3 separate regions of the Mus musculus genome follow, and regions 1 and 3 are each linked to region 2. The links are chromatin contacts, called in public HiChIP or PLAC-seq and promoter capture Hi-C maps. All regions are on one chromosome and are shown on one strand. The core of a region is the stretch at or near the end of the contact, and the rest is flanking DNA. Distances in the headings are between cores, read along the strand shown. Region 1 holds the start of Cyp27b1 (cytochrome P450, family 27, subfamily b, polypeptide 1). Region 2 holds the start of Pip4k2c (phosphatidylinositol-5-phosphate 4-kinase, type II, gamma). Region 3 holds the start of Avil (advillin).

Region 1 (2,700 bases), core at 90-2,589, 160 kb before region 2:
CAAAGAGGGATCCCCTTGAGCTAAGAGACTTCCTTCCCCAAGAAACAAAGATGGAGTCTGGAGAGATGCCTCGGTGGATGAGAGTACTCAGTCTTCCAGAAAACCCCAATTCAGTTCCTAGCACCCAAGGTGGGTGACTCACTTCTTGTAAATCCACTTCCAGGAGATTCAGTGTCTTGGATTCTGGGCAGCTGCACTCATGTGAGTGCACACACACACACACACACACACACACACACCAATATGTGAACATATAGTTTAAAGTCTTTAAAAGGAAAGGGACAGCCTATGGCTCAACAGTTAAAAAGAGTTCTGGTAGAGAACCTGGGTTCCGTTCCCAGGCTCACACCCACCACAATTCCCGATGCAGGCTATCAACTCCCTCTTCTGACTTCACAGGCACCAGAGCACACAAGTACACATGGATAAAGGCAAATCATGGCTCAGCAGTCAAGAGCACTGACTGCTCTTCTGAAGGTCCTCAGCTCAAATCCCAGCAACCACATGGTGGCTCACAACTATCTGTAATGAGATCTGACGCCCTCTTCTGGTGTGTCTGAGAACAGCTACAGTGTACTTATAATAAATCTTTAAAAAAAAAAAAAAGGCAAATTGTGCATATAAACAGTGAATCTAACGCCGGGCGTGGTGGTGCACGCCTTTAATCCCAGCACTTGGGAGGCAGAGGCAGGCTGATTTCTGAGTTCATGGCCAGCCTGGTCTACAGAGTGAGTTCCAGAACAGCCAGGGTTACACAGAGAAACCCTGTCTGGGAAAACCAAAAAACAAAACAAACAAACAAAAAAACCCCACAGTGACTCTAAAATACAAATAGATAAAAGGTAAAGGTGGCCATGTGCCATCTTTCCATGGTGTTACATGCACAGGAGGTGAGAGGCGTGGCCAGCGCAGGTGAATCTCCACAGCAAAAAAGACAACCCAAGAATATGGGAACAACTGAGGCTGCACCTTCCACCTAGTTTCCATTCAGGGAGTGACAATTTCCAGGGACGGGCCTGAGGGACTCGGCTCCCCAGGAAAATGGGAAATCCATCAGGCTCTGGCTCCTGAACTCCAGAGGCACAGCCTTTCCCAGGAAGACCTTTAGGCTGCTGCTGGACCAGGGCATTAATACAAGAGGAGCACAAGACATCTGGTGTGGAGCTGTTGTCACAGGAGACCCAAAAGCCAGAGTCAGCCCTAGCCCTGCCTACTGTTGTGGGTGCTGAGCTACACAGACCACTTGCAAAGGGATTGGCTGAAGAGCTTGGAGAGGGGCGTCTTCACCTCCAGGACCAAGGGTATATATGGGTCCAGGCAAGTGCAGAAGATGCTCTGGAAAAGTGCTCTCGAGCAGACTCCCCAAACACAGACATGACCCAGGCAGTCAAGCTCGCCTCCAGAGTTTTTCACCGAATCCACCTGCCTCTGCAGCTGGATGCCTCGCTGGGCTCCAGAGGCAGTGAGTCGGTTCTCCGGAGCTTGTCTGACATCCCTGGGCCCTCTACACTCAGCTTCCTGGCTGAACTCTTCTGCAAAGGGGGGCTGTCCAGGCTGCATGAACTGCAGGTAAGGGGGCAGTCCTTGCCCTTGGTAGGACTGAGCAGGGAGAGCCGGCTTTAATGGCAGAAAGGACCACGGTGAAGAACACAGGAAGGAGGGTCAGTGAGGGTGGGGACCTGTGGATTATGAAGAACTCACGCTGGGACCATAGAAGGTTCCACTGCCCCGGAGTCAATACCTAACTCCCGGCAAAGGGATGTACTGTCGCTTCATACACAGTAAACCCTGCAGATCCAGGACAAGCGTGCTGAAGGAGGGAGAGCGCTGTGCTATCCTGCAGATGAAGCTTAAAGCTACGCGCTCCTCTTCTTTCACTAGAGGCTCCTCTTGAGGTACAGTTAGGAGAAGAGCCCTGAAGGAACTGCTCCCCCTAGGCTAGAGCCAGATAACTAAAAAGAAGTGCTAAATGTCTACTGTTTTGCCATTCTCTCTCAAACTTTCATGGGATGGGAGAAAAAGTTTGCCATTTGGGGGCCCTACGCTAGCCCGGCACTGAAAAAGCTCCCTTTTCCCAAGCCTAGCCAACACCCTTGGCCCTGGCACAAGCCAAACGAAATTCACCCGCCCAGGTATTCAAATGCGCCGATTCTCTCAGGTGCATGGCGCTGCGCGGTACGGGCCAATATGGTCTGGCAGCTTTGGGACACTTCGCACAGTTTACGTTGCCGACCCTACACTTGTGGAGCAGCTCCTGCGACAAGAAAGTCACTGTCCAGAGCGCTGTAGTTTCTCATCATGGGCAGAGCACCGTCGCCGCCACCAGCGTGCTTGCGGATTGCTAACGGCGTGAGTCGACCCCTGAGCACCTTATTCCTGCCCCGACTCCCACAGCCAAGTTGGGCTTGGAGGGAGGTCGGAAGTTTCCACCAATCTTCTGGCATTTCCCCGGTTCTCCAGTCTGTACTCCAGTCCGAACGCAGGTAGAGCCGATTCCTCACCCCTCCCTGCATGTTTGGGGCCAAAATCCTACGATTCCACGAGATAGGCGAGGGCACCAGCATTTGGCTGGAACGTGAGCATCTGTGATTCAGTTTACCATGGAACCCACTCCCATCCCTGAGCAGGAAGTGAGTAAAGAGGAACGGAGATGAGAGATTGGTGAGGTCAGGGTGATTTCTACACCCGGAGAGAGCAGAC
Region 2 (2,700 bases), core at 13-2,512:
GCAGAAGGGAGCTAACTGACCGCCAGCGATGTTCCAATCAGAACATAACAATGTGGCCTCTTCCTCGCCCCCTCACACCTCCACAACACATCATGTCTACAACCCAAAGAAGTGGTAATCAAAATAGTCCCTGTCAAGCTCAAGATAACTGCATGCTTCCTACTCCCGACCTAAGTAAGGAGAAAACCAGCCATGCCTCACTAGCCTTGGTTCCTCCACGATATCCTCAGGACAGGAGGTGCACTGGGCCCATCGGTCTCAGTTGCACTGTTCCGAGCCCCTTCTGGCACCTAAAGTCCACCAATAACGTCCTTGCCACCACGGCTCCTCAACCTTTCCCTGGTTACAGGTGACTCCATTTATAGCAAACACCATCACTCCAGCCAACAATGGGGACACAGCTAAGCCCAAAGACATATATTAGCATTTCGACCTCAGAGAGGGCATCCCTAGGGTAGAGTGGGGTAACTTCTCTGAAACGCTGAATCTCTGGAAAGGGCATGCAGGGTTAGAAGGTCCAAAAAGCCTAGAGGCATTCCCAGAAAAAGCCAAGGTTCGAAAGTCAAGGGCTGGGGCTCAAAAGCAAGGTGGAGAGGAAATCAAACTACTTCTCTGGCCAGGCAGTAGTACCCAGACACGCTTCACGCACTGTCGCACCCAGACCTCACCAATAACCCTTCAGAGCCACTCCCCTTAATGTCCCTCTGGCTGCAGCCGGATCCTGGCCAGTCCCTGTAGCCTGGGGCTGGACCTGACAGGAAGGAGTCAAGGAACAGAGCTGGATATCAGGTGAAGATGGAACTCTAGGGGAGGAGTAAAGGGGAAGGGGACAGACAAGAGTCTCCACCAGAAGCCACCCCGGGGGACACCGGGGAATGGTGCGCTGGGAACCAGGCCGGGCGGGGGAGAGGCGGCAGCGCGAGGACCCGGATGATCCTCGGGCCAAGGGGCAGGAGCCGGGGTCCCGCCGGTTCTTACCGAGTGAGCGACGCCCCACAGGAACACGCCCACCAGCGGGTCCGCGGCCCGGAACACCTTCACTTTCTGCTGTACGAAATGCTTCTTCTTGGTTTTGGAGGCGAAGCCGAATCCCGGGCCGGGGCCTCCAGCTGCCGCGGGTGCGGTGGCGGGAGGGACGGAGGAGGACGCCATAGTCTCCCGCGCACCCGAGCGAGTGGAAGCGGGAGCTAGCCGCGACTCCGAAGCCCGACCCGGAAGCGGTGCTCACCTGCGCAGCCGTCATGTGACCGGAGGCCCGCCCTCAGGCGCGCGAGCGGGGCGGGGCGGGGCCGGCGGGGATGGCTCCACCCCCTCGGCTGCCGGGCGGTCACCTGGCTCGGGTTGCACTCACAAGGATGCGGGGTTGGCGCTGTGCAGGGCGGCGCTTCTGTCGCTTCCGGTTCTGTCCAGTTTCTAGTGGATGAGCTCTGTCCGTAGGCGAACGTTCTGTTTGAGACCGGTCTCCTTGCTTAGTCCAGGCTGGCTTCAAACTTGCTATCCCCTGCCTCATTCTCGGTATAAAGTTTGGGTATTACGGAAGTGAGGATTGGTCCTCCATGAAGTTGGGGTTGCAGACTCCATGAAGTTGGGGTTGCAGACATGACAAATTTAAATATATACATTTAATTGTTCTATGTATATAGGTGTTTGGCTGGCACGATGTAAGTTCAGTGCCCCGGAGGCCAGAGGAGGGCGTCGGATCCTCCGAACTGAAGTTGTGGGAGCTGGGTGTCAAGTATGGTCCTCTGGAAGAGCTAATGCTCTTTTTTTTTTTTTTTTAAAGATTTATTTATTTATTTACTATATGTAAGTACACTGTAGCTGTCTTCAGACACTCCAGAAGAGGGCATCAGATTTCGTTACAGATGGTTGTGAGCCACCATGCGGTTGCTGGGATTTGAACTCAGGACCTTTGGAAGAGCAGTCGGCGCTCTTAACCACTGAGCCCTCCCTCCCTCCCTTCCTCCTCCTCCTCCTCCTCCTCCTCCTCCTCCTCCTCCTCCTCCTCCTCCTCCTTCTTCTTCTTCTTCTTCTTCTCTCTCTCTCTCTCTCTCTCTCTCTCTCTCTCTTTGTTTTTTGGGTGTTTGTTTGTTTGTTTGTTTGTTTTGTTTTGAGACAGGGTTTCTCTGTATAGCCCTGGCTGTCCTGGAACTCACTTTGTAGACCAGGCTGGCCTCGAACTCAGAAATCTGCCTGCCTTTGCCTGTCAAGTGCTGGGATTAAAGGCATGTGCCACCACTGCCCGGCTAAGTCATGTCTTCATCTTCTGGAAATATGAAATTTTAGGTCATGGCCCCAAGTTGATTTTTTTTTTTAATTCGTTCATTAATTCATCTAGTCAACAGGTATTTACTGAGAACATAATTGGAAGCCACTACCATTTTGGGGCTGATTCTCCTCTGGTTGAAGCAAAGGAAAAATTCTACCCTAGAGGAATTAAAAGTCTAAAGACGCAGACTAGCCAAGGAGAAGGCTGCAGTATTAAGAGATAAGGACATGCCGGGCAGTGGTGGTGCATGCCTTTAGTCCAGCACTCTAGGAGGCAGAGGGAAGCAGATCTCTAAGTTCCAGACCAATCTGGTCTACAGAGCAAGTTCCAGGACAGCCGGGGTTACACAAAGAAACCTTGTCTGGGAAAACCAAAATAAATAAATGAAAAGGTAAATTCAGAGCAAGATGTTGAAAGGCTTCCTAGGGAAA
Region 3 (2,700 bases), core at 156-2,655, 210 kb before region 2:
AACGGGTTTGAACTCCTGTTTAGCCAAGAGTGATCTTGAGCTGGTCTCCTGCCTCCACCCCCTGAGTGCTGGGGTTACAGGTGATAGCTGGTCTCCTGCCTCCACCTCCTGAGTGCTGGGGTTACAGGTGATCGCTGGTCTCCTGCCTCCACCTCCTGAGTGCTGGGGTTACAGGTGATCGCTGGTCTCCTGCCTCCACCCCCTGAGTGCTGGGGTTACAGGTGTGATCACCTTGCTGGCTTGTGAGGTGCTGGGGACAACCCAGGGCTTCGTGCATGTCAGGCACACACTCCCAACTAAGCTACATCCCCAGTCCCTCTTTCTAGAAAACAGATAAGTCCATGTTCAGGGGAGAAGAGGTCACAGGTCAGGCCAGCTGCCCCATCCTTTAGTTCGGGGTTAGCTCCCAGAACTGCCCTGCACCATAAGCTGGTGATTCTCCATGCCTGTCCTTACCCCGGATCTGGCTATTCCCGTGATGCCATTTGGAGGGGAGAGGTCTGCTTCCCACTGTGACCAGGCTATGGGATCCTTGGCCACCTTGCTTCATGATTTGATACATTTGTTGTATTCAAAAACTTGAACTGTAGGATGCCATTAAGAGTCTGTTTATATTTTTGGAATATTTGTATTACAATTGTTAATAAAGGCTGGTTTAAAAACCTGTGCAGGACTGGGAGCTGCTTTTGCTTTCCTTCCCTTCCACTGACCTGACACTCGGTGGACACTGTTCTTCCTGCATGACCTCGTTGATCGTGAAATGATAGCACCTGGCAGAGCAAACGCTGGGATTCTGATCAAGGTTACAGAGGTTGGAGTGCATTAGCCCCTCTCGGGCCTGGGTTGGAACCAACTCCCTCTCCCCAGGTACTTGGCAAGCGTTTGCTTGCTGTGCTATTGACTGGGGTAGAGACTGAAGCCCTGGGGGAATTGGAGGCTCCTGCATGTGCTCTTGATGCTGCCAAACAGGCCTTGAGATTCAGAGCCCAGCATGGTTTCCAGGCACATAGTAGGATGACTTGTACAGACTCCAAGCAACAAAAGCTTTCCTGACACCACAGAATTGCCCAGAATCATCTCTCAGCCCTGAACGTCCAGGCACACAGTAGGGGAGCTCTAGCCAGTCTCCTGTCATCAGCATAATACGTTCATATCTACAATATGGCAAATTCATATCCTCCCTCACTGAATTATTGATGGACAGTGCACTTTTAAAAAAATCAATAGACCAGGGTGTGGAGCTGGAGTTAAAAGAAGCCTTTAGAAGTCTGCTCTTCTTGTTTTCGCTGTTTTGCATAGGAGCAGATAAAGCTTTCCTCTCTGGTTTGAATAAGTCAAGCCCAGGGCTAGGTTGGCTGTGATTGGCCAGAGCTAGGAGAATGTGGTTATGATGCAAACACAAGCAAATATAACCCTGTGTCTATGCTGTGCGGCCATTGCTGAAACAGGCTTCAGGACGGGCTGCTTTGGGAGACCTCATCAGTACTTCACCTGCTGCTTTGCCGGACTTCGGAGGACAGAGGGTCAGGTAGGTCTACTCTGTGTGTCCTTGTCAGCCAAATGCTGAGTGTGGATGAGGCCAAAGGTGAAGAAGGGACAAGAGTCATACCTTCCCTGGCTTTTGTCTTTGGGGATGCAGCTTTGGAAAGATGGAGCTTTGCAAACTTCACACTGAGAGAACCTGTAGATCCCACTGGCTAGGTTGGGCACGTTCTTGAGGCTCAGGGATTTGGGGTAACAAGACCCCTCTCATCTGTTCCACTGTGGGGCAAGAGAAGTTTAAACCCCAGTAGGTTACAAGCTACCTGGAATCCCCAGACCATACCCCGTGCCTGTGATCTTTGTAGCTCTCCGTACCCCAAAGTGCTGGTGGTTACGGCTTGGGAAGACAAACAGACCCAGCTTTGGGGGACTTTGATGTGGATAGATGGAACTGGGCTTTCTGGGTGTGGCATTTCCTGAATCTTGGGTCTCTAATCAGCTCCTGGATTCTGAAGTTCCATGGGGGACATGGGACTGCACTGGGGGCTCGGATTCACCGTGCTAAGGTTGCTGGTTAGGCTTTACCGATAACCAGGACTGTGTCAGCTCTGGTTCCCTTTCCTGGGTGGGTCACGCATTAGACTTAAAAGTGAGAGAACTCGGCCTGAAGGAAAGCTGACTATTTCCTGGTGGTTCTGAGCTGTGCAGGGTGGGGCAGCACAAGTTATCAAATTAAATACTCAAACATTGGCAGTTCCGCACCACGGCTCTGCTTCAGTCTACTGCGGCATCACACAAAGGGGCCTGGCTCTTTGGTGGTAATGGTGCATCCTCTCCAAACCTGGTTAGATCCATTAGGGCTCAAGAAAAGAATGGTCGGTGGAGTCAGACCCTTTTTTTTCTTTTAGGGGTGGGGCCTTGCTGGGGATGACAGACGCCTACTATTTGAACAATGCCCCATCCCCAGACTTAACATAGTTAACAAGCCCTGAATATCACCAACTATCAAACATCCACACAATCTCCCTCCCCCTCCAATCCCCCGGGACGATTTTGTCTTTTAATCTCTCGTAAGTCCAACCATCCCATCTTTGAGTCTTAGGAGAAGCCAACCTAGCGATCACTTGGCATACCGTGAGAGCTCAGTCTCCCCGAGGGTAGGACTTGAGATGAGACATGTTCGCAGACCTACTGGGTCACCTCGTGTGTTAACCCCAG

Evidence for each region. HiChIP or PLAC-seq counts read pairs in DNA pulled down with a chosen protein or histone mark. Capture Hi-C pulls out chosen DNA fragments and counts their contacts.
Region 1: a promoter capture Hi-C map of pancreatic islet shows a contact between it and region 2. The contact joins the promoter of Cyp27b1 here to the promoter of Pip4k2c in region 2. A contact is called at or near these places in 17 of 39 promoter capture datasets (the 3T3-L1 cell line, 3T3-L1-derived adipocytes, the HPC-7 cell line and 11 more), 3 of 484 Hi-C or Micro-C datasets (the G1E-ER4 cell line, embryonic stem cells and natural killer cells), 7 of 115 datasets of contacts at active chromatin or transcription factors (CD8 T cells, bone marrow-derived macrophages, embryonic stem cells and 2 more) and 3 of 9 other capture datasets (adipose tissue, liver and pancreatic islet).
Region 3: a contact with region 2 is called in a FOXA1 HiChIP or PLAC-seq map of pancreatic cancer cells. The contact joins the promoter of Avil here to the promoter of Pip4k2c in region 2. A contact is called at or near these places in 2 of 39 promoter capture datasets (pre-B cells and second pharyngeal arch cranial neural crest), 1 of 115 datasets of contacts at active chromatin or transcription factors (pancreatic cancer cells) and 2 of 9 other capture datasets (adipose tissue and pancreatic islet).

What each region holds. Positions count from the first base shown.
Region 1 is chr10:127,046,907-127,049,606 of GRCm38.p6, forward strand. It overlaps Cyp27b1 (cytochrome P450, family 27, subfamily b, polypeptide 1), which reads left to right and starts at 1,340. Exons shown (of 9, transcript NM_010009.2): 1 at 1,340-1,569; 2 at 2,159-2,349. The coding sequence starts at 1,375.
Region 2 is chr10:127,210,360-127,213,059 of GRCm38.p6, forward strand. Pip4k2c (phosphatidylinositol-5-phosphate 4-kinase, type II, gamma) reads right to left here and starts at 1,263. Exons shown (of 10, transcript NM_054097.3): 1 at 979-1,263. The coding sequence starts at 1,152.
Region 3 is chr10:126,999,304-127,002,003 of GRCm38.p6, forward strand. It overlaps Avil (advillin), which reads left to right and starts at 1,406. Exons shown (of 20, transcript NM_009635.3): 1 at 1,406-1,528. It overlaps Ctdsp2 (CTD (carboxy-terminal domain, RNA polymerase II, polypeptide A) small phosphatase 2), which reads left to right. Exons shown (of 8, transcript NM_001113470.1): 8 at 1-672.